2 separate regions of the Mus musculus genome follow, and region 1 is linked to region 2. The links are chromatin contacts, called in public Hi-C maps. All regions are on one chromosome and are shown on one strand. Each heading gives the region's core, a stretch centred on a gene start, on an enhancer-like site or on the middle of the called end of the contact. The rest is flanking DNA. Distances are from core to core; before and after follow the strand shown.

Region 1 (7,194 bases), core at 3,686-6,185, 410 kb before region 2:
GATTTGTTGATTCTTTTTTTCCTTTTTTTTTGACAAGGTTTTGCCACGTAGCCTGTGCTAGACTATGTCCACCCTCCTTCCTCAGCATCCTAAATGCTCAGATTACAGACACACATCACCAGGCCTGGTTGTGTAAAACTTTCAACTCTGACATCATACAGTTATACTTTCTTCTTTTGTTTCTTTTGCTTCTGGTGCAATGTGGACCCATTCAAGAAATCCAATCCCGAAGCCTTTGCCTACATTTTGTTCTAACAGTTTTAACTAAGCTATTTCATGGGCTTTAATTATTATTTCCTAGAAAGCTGAACATTTTTCACTTATAACTACATCATCCCTTACAGAAAGCTCCTCTCTGAAAGTAATATTGAGGTCTGTAAACGTGAGCTAAAAGAGCCTTTACTTCCTAACAGAGATCAACTGTGTACAGAAGCAGATACCAACAAGAATATAAATTACAGTAGACCAAAGAGGGGGTACTAACGCAAGACAGGAGAACTATCTCGGTGATAATTTAACAATGAATTACAGCTGGTCAGCTCCAGTTTTGTGTTACCAATCTGAAGAACAATGTAAGCTCTTTAGAGAAATCCAGGAATTCCAATTCAGGGGTTGCTATTAAAGCAGGTATGGCTATATATACCCAAAGTTTCCTCTCTTGGAATTTTAATAAAGTTTTATGCTTGCCAACTAAAGTTACTGTTGTGCCCATCTTCTACCATGTGGAAGTTCTCACCATTACTGCTGTTATGTATTAGGAACCAGGAGCTCACCATGTAGCCTACCCTGCCTTGGAATTCACCATCCCCCCGCCCTTCCCTCTCAAGGGTTGGGAATACAGGCATACATCAACATGCCCAGGTTCTTTCTTATTCTTTATACCAACCGGCTCCCAAGCCCAAGGGTGCTTGCTATTTGCTAAAACATTTATTAATTAATACTTCTGGAATGAAAAGCTACCAACTCCACTGGAAGTGTCTTCTTAGGGTAGATATGAATAAACCACACTCAGTATCACATTTACTTACAAGGATACTGGCCTAGAAATGAAGCATGCCAGATCAAGACACAGGCCATGCCTCTTCAAGAAATCACAAGAGCAAACAAATCACACAGAGGGCAATTTTAGCCTTCACTTGGTACTCCTGGAGACACGTCAGGTTCAAGGCACCAAAACTCACATCCAGTATGTTTGAAAGGATACATCGGAAGATAGTTTAAGATTAGACAATAGCTCTGAGTGTCATATAAAACATACAGACTTCTACCACTGATGAGTTCTGAGCAATGGGTTAGTGCTGACTGAAAACCCTGAGGACTGATAATAACTGTTTATAGCAGCTGTATCTAAGGAACTGATAGGGAGACTGGATGTGGAGAGAGTCTAACATTCCACTAATAGAAAGATAATGGAACAGGTGGCAGCTAACACCAACTGTCAACAACATTTTTACCAGTTTTAAATATTTTTAAAATATTTTTCTTGTATTGATTTGTCGCAAAAAATCCCAATGAGGTAGGTACAGAAACTGTCCCATGACAGTCATGGGGCTGAGGCTTCAAGAGGTCAAATAACTTGTTCAGAGTCTTAAGACTACTAAGTTGAAGAATCAACAGTTGAATCTAAATAATTTATCTGAGAGCCTATACTTTTATCCAGCGAACTACACTGCCTATGTGGTACACGTGTCTAAAGAACCGTACCCCATACCTAAGACAGGGTATAAGAAGTTACAGGGCTGACAACTGTGGCACAGGACTTAGCAAGGCAAAGATGGGGTCACAAGTGAACACAGAAGCTGAACTCATCAGTGCCCATCACGTATTCAGTACTCCTCGCACACCCTCACGTTTATTTGGATGACGACCCCTGGGCTCAGAAAGCTCTTCTATCTCTTCTTATGGAGCCAGTGATGGAATCTGAACGGGAATCCAGATCCTCACCGGTCCATGCCTTTCCCGCTCTCTATACTAAGGGCATGAGGTGGTGGGTCAGGAACATCACCCGTCTTCCTCCCTTCAGAGGACCAGCATCCTGTCTGGAAGGATCTGAAGCCAGGCTGGGATAGGCATGGTTATGGCTCCAAGCCTGTTTTAGTCAGCTACATGTTACATGGGGTAAACACCTGAGTCAACAAGTTGCTGAAAGGACCTAGCACCAGCCATGGATTTAGGCAAGCAGGAAGACATAAGAAGCCCTTCACACAAAACACAAACATGGAACCTCGCTCAGGGAGTTCAAAACATGGGCCAGAGGGGCCTTTAGCATGCAGTGCTCTACAAAGAGAACTTTAAAAATACTCTAAAGAGAACTGCAGTAAACCATGTAGGACTGAGGACAGCGCCTGGAAAGAAGAATTTCCAAAGAGCAGAGCTGATTTGCAGGGAACTGGCTCTGCTGGTATTCGCGGCTAATCCCAGTCTTTTAACCTCAAAACTCCTCCAAACTATTTTGAGAAAAGGTCATGATGCAACATTAAATTTAAGAGCAGAACATAAAATTATATGTACACCAGCACACTGAAAAAGAACTGACAGCAGAAATTTGATTATAGTTCTTTACATTCGTTCCTGTAACTTTTGCCATCACTTTACATATGCACATATTATACTGTTAACCGCAGATTAAACATAGACTATGGGCGGATGGAGTGAACACAGATTGTGAGATTTAAGCAAAACTTGGAAAGAAGGGGAAAACTAAACTTTATACAGAGTATATTAACAGCAAGCTTAGATTTCATCTGTAATTCCAGCACACACTCAGCTCTAGACGCTAAGGCAAGACGATCATCAGCTCATGCAACCAGCTCAGGAAAGGCCCTATCTCAAAGTAATAAAACCCGAAAATATCCAATAGGGTGTATCGAAAGTACCTAAAGCATTTAGTTTAAAAATACCCATTTGTACATCACAAAGACCTTCTGAGGATTTCCCTGGGAATCACCCCACCCTGGGGAAATTCTGTTTTTCTTTCTTATCAACAAAGGTGTGAAATAATCTATCTCTGCTTGTCTTTTTAAGACAAGAGATCTTGCTACGCTGTCTAAGTGAGCCTGCACTTAGGCTAAGCAATCCTTCTGCCTCAGCCTCCCGGGTAGCTGGGATTACAGTCACAGCACTGCACCCAGCACTTCTACAGATTTAATAATCTCCTCAGTTGGTGCTCAAATACTAAACTAGGAAATCTCAAACCACTTCTTTCTTCTCCTTAAGGTTGTTTTATAACATATTTAGTTGGAGGACAAGTATATACTGAAATGCAAACATACAGCATTTAACTGAGCCCAGGAGCCCAGGTGATCAATGTGGACAGTCTAAAATCTCACCATTGATCTCTGCAAACTTCTGGACGTCACTCAAGGTTTTCAACTCCTGTCGAGGACATGCTGCTACGCACAGTGCTATAGACTTGATCTTCCTGTTTATCAAGTCCAGGTTGCATGGGTCCAAAAAGAACACATACCTAAAGCATGGAAAAAAGAACCAAGATATTATTTTGCAAAATACATATGGCTCGCCGCATACTCAACCAAGCCCCAAAGCAAAGGACAGACTTCACTGAGCTACACAGTTGCCAATCCTCAAACAGAACCATCAGTGGAAGGTTTGAAAACAATGACTTGTAATGCTTACAAAGAGAACGGAGTAATTGAAGAAATTAATAGTTTTCACAATTTCTTTTCCTAATATTTATACTTTATAATATGCAGATTTCATCATCAGAAATCATCGTTTTCTTGCTTTGTTAAACTCGTACCAAATACTATTAGAATATCCCAATGTTGTGATTTAACATACATTACAGTTGTCACGGAAACTACAAACTTTGGTTAATGGATATTATTATCAAAATGGAAACAAGTATATTAATGAACACACACTGATATGGGTGGACATTCGAATGAAAACTAGAAAAATATACAGCAACATCACAGCCCTCTAATCTGTCCTTCCTTCTCAGGGTTCTTGTTTTCTACAAATTATGCAGGTTACATCTTAATTGGAATAGCCACAGTACATTTCCTATATATTTTAAAAATCCCATAGCAGCTATATAAAAATAATTCATATATCCTAAATTATATCCTATGTATATTTATACAATAATATTTTTAAAAGGCAAAGCTTAGATGGAAATCGTAGGATTTAACAAATAAAATCAAAGAGAAGCTAAAGACAGCAGGTATGTATCATAACCTGTCCAAGAGAAAATGAAGCCCACACATCCTCTGACAAGATAAATAGTGACTAGTGTTTCGCACCACAAAGGGCACATAAGGAGAAATGTCTTATTTGGCACAAAGTTCTTTAACCACAGCCCTGGTACATTTTTTTTCTGAGTCCATGGCACATTTTACAAAGTCAATGTCCTTTCCCACAAACCACCTAAACCTACATTCCAAATACAACTGACCGTAAGAATGAGGTAATCACTTTCCTCAGCCTTTGGCTATAATCTAATGAGGAAACAGAACTAGCTACACAATCTCAAAAGCAGAAGACTAAAGTCAATGCACGGGTGAAACAGGCACTATCTAGAAATGCCAGAGCGGGAGAAACAGTGCAGAAGGTACCAGAGAGGCCCTCACAGATGGAGCATTAACACTGCACAGACAGTGCGGCCAGAAGACCAGCCAGGAGCCCAGCAGCAAGGAGAAGCACAAGATGCACTACAAATCTACAAGCTCTTAGAGACTCTAAAATCACTGATGTTCCCAAAAGATAAAAGGAACACAAAGAAGCCAGATGTGATTTGGAAGCAGGGTTCACGGATGGTGCCCACAGCCGAAAACAAGGAGGTGGTTAGTACAGGCAGGCACAAAGAGAATGGGTTCTGGGTTGGCTGGAACAAGCAACCTCTCACTAATTCTCCCTCCATCTGTCCCACGCATGTGACTCAGCATGTCTGTTCCTAGGACCACAGACAATAGACTGCACACAGCCAGATTCTGGGCAGGGAACACTCAGGGTCTGAAAGAGGGTGTATCAACTAGCAGTGCCAGCACAGGCAATAGTAAGTACCATCTATGATATCGGTAATGAATGCAGCCAGTGTTTATTGAATACTCGTGTGACAGACACTCAGAAAACCTCTGTGTACACATCAGTTCCACACAGTAGTGTGGTGTTTCTGTGCAGGCAGTGGAATGTGGGTTGGGGACTCACTGAATACACAGTTCTTAATGATAAGCGATGCCCTAAGAAGTATCTGGAGAAATTACATGCCAGGAGAAATCAGACTTAGAGACAAGTGAAGAAAGGCAGAGGCTGCCAGGCTTCCCAGCTGGGACAAGGCTCTAAGAACGATGACCTCCTGAGAATAGATAGCTCGTCTGTTGTCCTGCTTCTGTGTCTCCCAATGCTAAAACTGACCTAACTATATTTTTACAGCCCTACCTTATCCTCTGAAAGGCCGTGGTAGTTTGTACTTGAGAATAAATGGTAACTTGTACTGTGCCTTAGTTATACCAACCTGAACCTGTGTCCTGTTGGGTTTGTTTGTTTGTTTGTTTTTTACCTGCTTTGGCCTCTCAAGCAGCTGAGATCACAGGTATGCACACTCCTCAGCTTCTAGCCTCCCTACAATACTTCTTTTGCCTAACTTAAGAAAAACATCTTCCGCTCTCTTGATTCTCTTGCTTTCTCTCTACCCCTCCATTCTCCCCTCTCTCCATGTGGCCATGGCCACCCTCTGCCTCTTTACTCTTCTCTCTCTTTGCTTTTCTACAATAAAGTTCTAAAACCATGAAAAAAAAATAAAAGAAAAAGAAAAACATCTTCCCTCCTTATCCTCAATGTCTGTATTTTAAACACTATACCATTTACTCTTTAGTCTACTGTAAGGTCACCAACGGTACACATGTAACAGACAGTATGTGCATGACAGTTCCTATTGGTTTCTCACAGAAAACACCTAACCTTTACAAAGCCTGCATTTGATAGTTAGCCACTCTACTCAACTTGGTCTGGAATAGTCACAAATAAGACTACAATACTAAGATTTACTTTTCATTTGGGAGGAAAAGCTGCATAGATACCATTGGGTCAAGAGGCTTGGTAAGACAAGCAGCCCTCAGAGCAGGTCAGGCAAAACAGAAATGGGTTAAGAAGGTGAGTAGAATCCTACAATATATATTTAGCACTATCAAACTAATACTGCTGATTATAGCATAAGAGCATGTTTCCGAAAAACTATAACCCATACAACCAAAATACAACTTAATACAAAATACAAAAAGCACTTTTAGAAATATATGCTAATGGCATATGCTTAGCATGCACACATACCCTAGTTCCAACCTAAAAACATATTAAATCCAATTCACACAAAAACACACTATGAAGAGCTCCTTATAGGCCCTAGGTTCTAAGAAGGCTTGCTCTCCCTTTGACAGTGAAAGAAGCTATCAACTCTATTTACAAATTAGGCTAGCATCAGCAGGTGAGTAGTTTCCCTTTTGCAGTTTCATTTCACATGGATTCAGCTACCTGTGGCTGGGGAAACAGCCACAAAGTCAGGGACCAGCAAATGGAAATTTTCATAAATAGACAAATACATTTTGAGTCATTTTTATTATACTTATTGGTATGACTACTCAATTTCATGGTTAGTTGTTGTCAGTTTCTTACTGTATCTGATTTATTAGTTAAACTTTCTTCTAGGTATGTACTCATAAGAGAAAAAAATGGCTCCCGGCAATAGCACAATGAAATACAAATAAAAAAAATTAGTACAATCCACAGCCCCAAAGAACTGCACTGCCTCTTGGAATGCTTTCCATGAAGATAAGGGGAACTCATTTGCAGTTAACCGACAGCTTACAGAGGGTATTTTTCAGACATGGGATAAGAAGCAACAAAGTACTATCTATCTGTCTCACAGCCCATCCTAATTCCACTGTCACCAGCCTGTGTCAGGAATGAGGACGAGGCACAAGAATGTTGTAGAAGCTCAAATCTATTAATAACTTAGAAACAGCTTTGTTTAAGTTTCACATCCGTTATAGACCCTAGAATACCATGCGTGAGAATGGGGGGGAAGAAAAACAATGACAAGAATACTTTTCAGAAACTGAACAGCCTGGACACCTGCAGGCTCTGGCACACACAGTATGCACGGGGCATGCTCGGGTGGGTGGTGCAGAAAAGACACTGGCAAAGGGAACTGCCAAACACCCAGGTGAGCTTTGA
Region 2 (7,181 bases), core at 3,043-5,542:
CCTGGAAAGAAAGAAAGAAAAACCCTGGCCTTTGAAAAAGCTGTGAAGGAAATGGTCAGGCTTCAGAAGTTTAGTTTCATCTCATTTGACTCGTGACTCTGGTTGTCACAGACGAACCCTACAGTGAGTGGGGTGTGTCACCCAGCATCAGGGCCAGTATGCTGAAAGGAAGTTGATTTCTGTGTCTGTCCTTTGGCATTGTAATGACTCCCCCCTAAAGGGGTTATATTTTCTGTTAAGGTGAATTAAGAAGCTTTTTTTTTTTTTAAATGTTGTTCTGAAATAAGAGCCAGAGACGTAGATTCTTAAACTGGAATCTATCACAAAAGATTAAATGAAGCACTTACTGCTTTTTAAAGACAGGGAAGCTGCATAAAGAGACTTCTGATCAACTTTTAAGTGTATGTAATATTAGTGTTTACATAGGCTTTGCATCTTAGGGTCCTAGAGAACTTCTTCGCCATCATTTATTTTTGTACCACTCCTGGGCAGAGTGCATGGCTATATGTTGTTCCCCCGAAAGCTTTTTCTTCACTTTATTCTCTGGCAGAAAGGAGAATTGACCCCATGTACAGCCTTTCGGCTCTATACTGGCTTGACTTTACAGTAAGCAGAAGTCATGGGCGGGGCTGATGATTGAAGAGGGCTTTGCTTCACATGGCTGAAAATTTTCCAAGTTAGAAAAAAGAAAATGTGCTTACTGCATGCTCTTATGAAACTGGGAAAATATGTCTTGTGTTTACCAATTGTGTGGCTGGGAGGTGGGCCAGAGGCAGCAGACTTTCGAAATCATTTCATTTAGCATAATTTCCATTGCCCCCTGCCAATTTCATATCTGTTGCATGCCATCAGTTTAAACTAAGAGGCATCCAGGGAAGGTCTTTGCATGGTAATTTGAGTTTCAGTGTCTTAGGGGTTCTTCACCACAGCATGGTGACAAGGACTTATGGCAGGAGCAAGCTTGGAGTGTACTTGAGTATCTGGCAGTCAGTGACAGGCGAGTGGACGACATGGTGGCGCAGATTCCCTTCACTGTTTGCGAAACTGCATGGGAGTTGAGAGGCTTTGGTTTCGCCCCTTGCGATGCTCTACAGGTTTCTGTGACCAGAATGGACTGCGTTCAGTTAAGCTGATAGAGGGGTTGGTAATATTGTAATAAGCCATCCATTCAACAAATACTGTTCTAGGGTTATAGACACAGGTACGAGCCTTGTAAACCAAGGCAGCCCCATATTATTGCAGAGGTCTCTCTCTGCTGGACAGTGAGACTCAGGTATGAAAAAGCACTACTTATTTAAACCTAGGAAGGGTAGCTAGGTAGGAGCGTATGGCCAAAGAGAGTTTCCTGGGGTTTGCTATGAAGAACAGGTGAGGATGACGTAGAAGTACTTTACAGTTGAGTTGATAGAGGCCCACTTTTCCGTATTCTTCTTGGGGGCAAGTAAAACAAAACACTCACAATTGTGATGTTCCTTAAACATAGCTTTATGCATTTGTCAAGTATCTAAACCTACAGATTCACGGTATAATTGTTTCCATGAGGCAGCCTAATTTCAGCGTCCAATATCAATACATTTCTGGAAGAGTTAGCATAACCTTCCTCTCATAGTTCCAGGGGTTTAGACTCTGGGTTTCCATTAGCTGAGTCATGTGTTCCAGTCGCGTTGAGAAAAAGACTTGCCTTAAGGATTTCCCGGTGCTATTGGGACAAGAGAGTGGGATGCATTGAGTCAGCATGCAGTGTTGGAACATGGCTGACTGTGTCCGATTCATCCCAAGGTTCTTTCCTCCATGGGTGACTGCAGTAGTGCTTTGCTTCAGCTCTTCCAAGATGTACTGAGGTTACACTCCCCCCAAAGTGTCTGGGAGCCAGCCTTCCATCCTGATAATTTTTTCACAGCTCTGTTTACATCCAACCCTTCCAGGTATTTTTGCAAGGCTACCAATTACATTTGGCCAGTCTGTGTAACGGATCAAAATTAGAAGAAATTATTCAGCTTGGTGATGCGGAAGTTTCTGCCCTCTGTGGTCTACCGAGGAAGAAGCTCGATGCAGCCGAGAGAGTACTGCGCTACAACATGGACATCCTGAAGCCAGTTGTGGTGAGTGCTGAAGGTTTGAGAATGAGAAATCTTTTCCTGGACTGCACATCTTGTTTTTGTAGAAACTTGGGCCTGGCTGGAACTTGGTGATATAATTTAGCCCAGTCATACTCTGGGTGTTCTTTCAAATTTCAGTCCATTTCCCAAGGGTGACTTGGAGAAGAATGTTCTGGGTGTGGCAGAGTCCAGGCTCAAGGTCTCTGGTGCTGGTTTCAACCAGAAAAGATCCATCTTTCATGTTTTTTTAAAAAAATATATTTCTGAGGAAGAGTCCATTTGAAGAAAGACCGCCCTCCCCCCGGCCAGGTTTAAGAAAATGTCTTGAAATGATTAATGGGGAAATGGCTACTTATTAGTGTTTTTAAAACCAGTAGAAGAGGGAGATTGTGTTAGATAATAAAACATTGGGATTGGGTAAGACCACATAAAAATAATTAGCTCAAACAATGACAAAAATGTATTAGAAAGACATACAAAACAAACCATAACCGAGGAATGCAAGTGAGCCCTCGTGTATTGATTATCAGGGTTGGTTATAGAAATTCTGCAATAGAGATCTGTGAGTTTTCTGAGATCTTTGTCAAAATGACTCCAGTAGCATCTGCAGTAGCCAGCACTCTGCTTTTCTGTGTACCAGGGAGAGCTGTTGTGTCAGTAGGTTCTCTGAAGACATGTGTTCTTCATTATACCAAGATGATGCTGTAATCATGTCAAACTCTGTGAAGCTGGCTTTCAGTAAGGGAACCATACATTCCTATGCGGTCCTAAGACGGTCAGTTTCCATCAGCATTCCAAGCCTAGATCATGTGGGTTTTAGAAACATCTCAGAGTAGACTCTCTGAACTGACCCGGGAGAAGTTCTTATACATGTTTCAACTCTGCAGCTGTTGTGGGAAGAATAGGGGGTGGCCAAATGACAAGCTTCTTCTAGGTGCTTTTGTGGAGTGCACACATGCCAATTTTTGTGCCCAGCCTAATGTTTTCTCACTCCTAAAGTAATTCATTATGTTTCAGGTTTTTAAAGCTACCAAGTGCTTGCTTTGGTGGCCTGTGAGTCCATTGGTTATTGCCTTTATCACTGTAGTTTCAAGTGAGATGTATTTCTTTATTGGAGATGTTTGTAGTGCTCTGAGCAATAGCACTGCATAGTTAGATAAGTGTACTGCTGCCAATCTCTGCGCTTGACGTTTTGTGAGACACAAAGGGTCAAGGTCCTTACAAATGTCGTGAAAGGTGTGATATGAAATTGTGTTTGGGGACTGCTTTGCCCACTTATCACTATAAGATACAGAGGTAAACACTTAGCCTTCAAGTTTAGGAAATATGAGTTATTTAAGAAGAGACAGTAATTGATTCTGGTGCCCATTTATTTGATTTCATTCCCGTTTAATCATTGAACACCTGTAGTGTTTACAGCCCAATAAATCCTTTCTCCTGCAGAGTATCTGAACTGCTTTCTTTTTCCTTTTTTCTTTTTTCTTTTTGGTTTTTTGAGACAGGGTTTCTCTGTATAGCCCTGGCTGTCCTGGAACTCACTTTGTAGACCAGGCTGGCCTCGAACTCAGAAATCTGCCTGCCTCTGCCTCCCGAGTGCTGGGATTAAAGGTGTGCGCCACCACTGCCTGGCAGAGTACCACCATGGCCCTCATCATCTGTCTGTTAACAGCTCAGATTTCGACTTGAAAATCTTCCCCTTTGGGAGGGTTTCCAACACCAAGGAACTATACCTTTAAACCAGTCAGCCATGTGACATCCCGTCCTGTTGTGGCCTTGTAGATTAGTAGGTTCAATTTAGATGGCTTCAGTGTACCCCCTGCATGTCTCCTGGGTGTAGAGAGTGGAATTCTGCTTCTGCCCCTTCGCTTCTGCTGGGAACCGTCGCTCATAAAGTCAGAACATGGGGGCTCTTGAAGACGATAGTGAGTGATCAGGATTGTGCTATGTGAAAATGTTTTGGAAGCTGCCTCTGGGATGGGATGTCTTTCAAACATTCTGTGATGTTACTTACTGAATTAAGCAGTGCTTTAATTGGAATACTGGGACTGGTGCTTGGTTTATAATAAGCACACTTTTTCTCTTGCTACTCTGATGAAATTTTAATTTGTCACGGTCAGTGTGTGTGTGTGTGTGTGTGTGTGTGTGTGTGTATGTGACTTGTGCTGAATCGTGCTGATGGACAGTTAATTGTGCCAAGAACTTTGAGGACAACAGCCAGATGCGTGACCCAATTAGCATGGGAGAAGACTGTTCTGTTAATGTGCCATTTCTGTAACAAAAAGGGCTCATCATAAGAGACATGTTTTGAAATATTTTCCACTTGTATTGTTATTATTTTAGGTGTGGGTATTTCCCCATTTTTCAGCCAAAAATATTGTGACTTTCTCCTGGTTCTCCTCTAGGTGGTTAGGGTAATAGCGTCTGGATAACATGGGGCAGTGTGGCAGAGTTAGAAGACCATGATTTGAGGTCAATGAGATCTGGGTTCAAACATTGGCTCAGCTTTTTATAGATGTCATTGACTTAGGAAAACAAAATCTTAGATTCTACAAGCCTCCATTTCCTTTTATTTTATATAGAGATAATATAGTTTATCATTTATTATGATTATTTGTTTTTAATATCTCTATGTAGATATATCAAGAGGCCGGTGCATACTAGATGCTCAACAAGTAGAAGCTGATAGTTTAATTGACATAAATAATAAAAATTGCATGTTAAAAACAGTTGCTGGTAAGGCAGATGTTTCATTTTGTAGTTCAGTGTTAAGAAGCAGAAGCAGAATAAACAAAGCAATCCTGGAGAATATATTCAGTGCATAATGATATTTTTTTTTGTCTAGATCTGGACATAAACCCCAAACAAAACTCACCAACTACACACCAACCTCCAGACTAACTCACTTGCTGAACAGTGCTGTACGTCAGAATTGTTCTAGGAACCCTACTTAGTTGAGGTTCTCAAAAAGGTGTTTTTCCAGTTAGTACAAGGGTAGATTGATTGATGGAACCCTGTCTGTCTCTAGGATAAATATAACGGAGGTCATGGACATGCTGGTAATCCTGAATATTCACTGTGTATTGTTAAGACCGGGATGTAAAGGAAAAATAAAAGGTGGAGGCAGTACATTTAAGGACTTCTTTCCAGGTTCTGGGGTGAAGTGATACTTGCCCTAGATAGATTGGGGCTCTGGTCCCGTCTCACTGTCGTCTCAGTAGTGTGGGAATGGTGTCTGAATCTTGAGGTTGGAAGGAAGGACCACAGATTTGTCTCATGTCAGCAACACCTTGGATATAGCTCGCATGACTACGCTTATTAGGTCATCTTGACCTCTAAGAATACCATCTGCCTAAAAGGGAGAATCCTGTCTCTATGGAATGAAGAACTCTCTTCAAATGTCTTGTGTTTCATGCTATGTGTTCCTACCACGGCAGAATTTGGTTCTTATATTAGGGGGCCTGTGGTTTCTGGAAGACCAGAAACCTCACAGCTGGGCTGTCTGCCCTCCAAGGCGCAAATGAGTAATGGGCGAATGGAGTTACCTTATCTGGAAGATCTGGGCTTGTTCTTAATTTCTGTAGACAAACACTCAAAAGGACATATGGGGCTTGATATTATCTTCTGCTTGGTGACCTTTTCTTCATTTGCTCTGTGTGTGTGTGTGTGTGTGTGTGTGTGTGTGTGTGTGTGTGTGTATGTGTACGCGCGCGCACATGTGCCCGCACAGGCATGCGTACATATTTGTATGAAGGTGGGTACATGTGTATGTGTGTAGGCATACATATGTGTGCATGTAGGTCAGAAATAGATGCTGGGAGTCATTCTTCTGCACTTTATTCAGTGAAGAAGGGTCGGCATGACTTGTCTCATTAGACATCTTGCTTTGGGGGGGCCCTCATCTCTCCCTTCCAAGGCTGGGGTTACAGGCAGGCTGCCATGCCCACATGATATCTGTGTGGGTTCTGGGATCTGACCTCTGGTTCTCATGCTTCTGTCATGAGCACTTTTAACCACTGAGCCATTGACTCAGCTCTGCTTAGGATTTTTAAGGGTTCAGTACTTTAGCATGTCACACGCCGACCTTGCTTGCAGCATTTATTTATTTATTGTAGGCTTTTGTAGAGGAGAATTTTTATGTAGGTTTTTGTAGGGAGGAATTGTTGCTTGTAAGACTTGAACATTTGTGGAAAGTTTTTCATGAACTGGCTTTACCGTCTAGCTGCTTGCACGGTATGCCTTTGTCTCTAAGCCACGGTGGCTCTTATCATTTGGTATGTGGTGCAGTGACAAGCTGTGACGATTTACTCTCAGGCCGTGTGCTCATCTGTACAAACTGAGGGATAAATTGGTGAATATCGTAGTGTTTTGCTAACATGACTGCTCAACTCTGCCCAAACACGTGTGTCTTAATTATACTATGTTTGCTCTGGAGAAATGCTGTGGCTTTTAAGGTAAAGGCTTGTTTTTGTTTTCTTCTAAATTATGCTAATAAGTGTATTGAACTATATTTAGAAGCACCATAAACATGAAACATTTTAAGGTATGAAACACATTTAATATAAAACTAAATATTTAACTTATTTTTATATGTTAATGCCTCCTTTAGACATGAGGTTAATCATTCCCCATTTTAATAAAAATATTAAAATGTTCCTCAAAGGAAAGCTTTATTGTCATGGAAATATTAGACTCCGTTGGGTTGGGTACATTCCAAGTGGGATGGCCATAAATATCATGGAAATATTAGAGACTGATTGATTAGGATAATTCTTGCCTGTGGTACATTGCTGACTTGTTTTCAGTTTAAAGCTGTTTTTTTCCCTCCAAATTTTATTTTTTATTTTATTTTGTGCGTATGGGTGTTTTATGTTTATGTCTTCATGTGGACCATGCGCATGCCTGGTGCCATAAAGGCCAGAAAAGGGCATTGGATCCCCTGGGACTGGGGTTACCCAGGCTTGTGAGTTGCCATGTAGGTATTGGGACCCAAACCCAGCATGAGAACCTCTGGATGAACAGCAAGTGCTCTGAATCATCACTCAGGCCTTGCGTTGAAAGCTTATTAATCCTTAATCTAGGGCA

The links. Hi-C and Micro-C count contacts between places; a contact is called where the count stands out from the background.
Region 1: a Hi-C map of muscle stem cells shows a contact between it and region 2, with 2.2 times the contacts expected there. The contact joins two enhancer-like sites. A contact is called at or near these places in 1 of 15 datasets of contacts at CTCF or cohesin (the NIH/3T3 cell line), 3 of 484 Hi-C or Micro-C datasets (the AtT-20 cell line, bone marrow-derived macrophages and muscle stem cells) and 1 of 115 datasets of contacts at active chromatin or transcription factors (SST interneurons).

Annotation. Positions count from the first base shown.
Region 1 is chr4:53,513,817-53,521,010 of GRCm38.p6, reverse strand. It overlaps Slc44a1 (solute carrier family 44, member 1), which reads right to left. Exons shown (of 16, transcript NM_001374697.1): 4 at 3,330-3,466. Among named protein-coding and RNA genes, the nearest start is that of Slc44a1, 77 kb to the right of the region's middle. Within about 2 kb of position 4,935, at least 90 of the 459 cell types and tissues checked have an H3K27ac peak or open chromatin away from gene starts, as enhancers often do. A contact at or near this core is called in muscle stem cells, where this site is marked.
Region 2 is chr4:53,101,927-53,109,107 of GRCm38.p6, reverse strand. It overlaps Abca1 (ATP-binding cassette, sub-family A (ABC1), member 1), which reads left to right. Exons shown (of 50, transcript NM_013454.3): 7 at 1,926-2,102. Among named protein-coding and RNA genes, the nearest start is that of Abca1, 54 kb to the left of the region's middle. Within about 2 kb of position 4,292, at least 6 of the 459 cell types and tissues checked have an H3K27ac peak or open chromatin away from gene starts, as enhancers often do. A contact at or near this core is called in muscle stem cells, where this site is marked.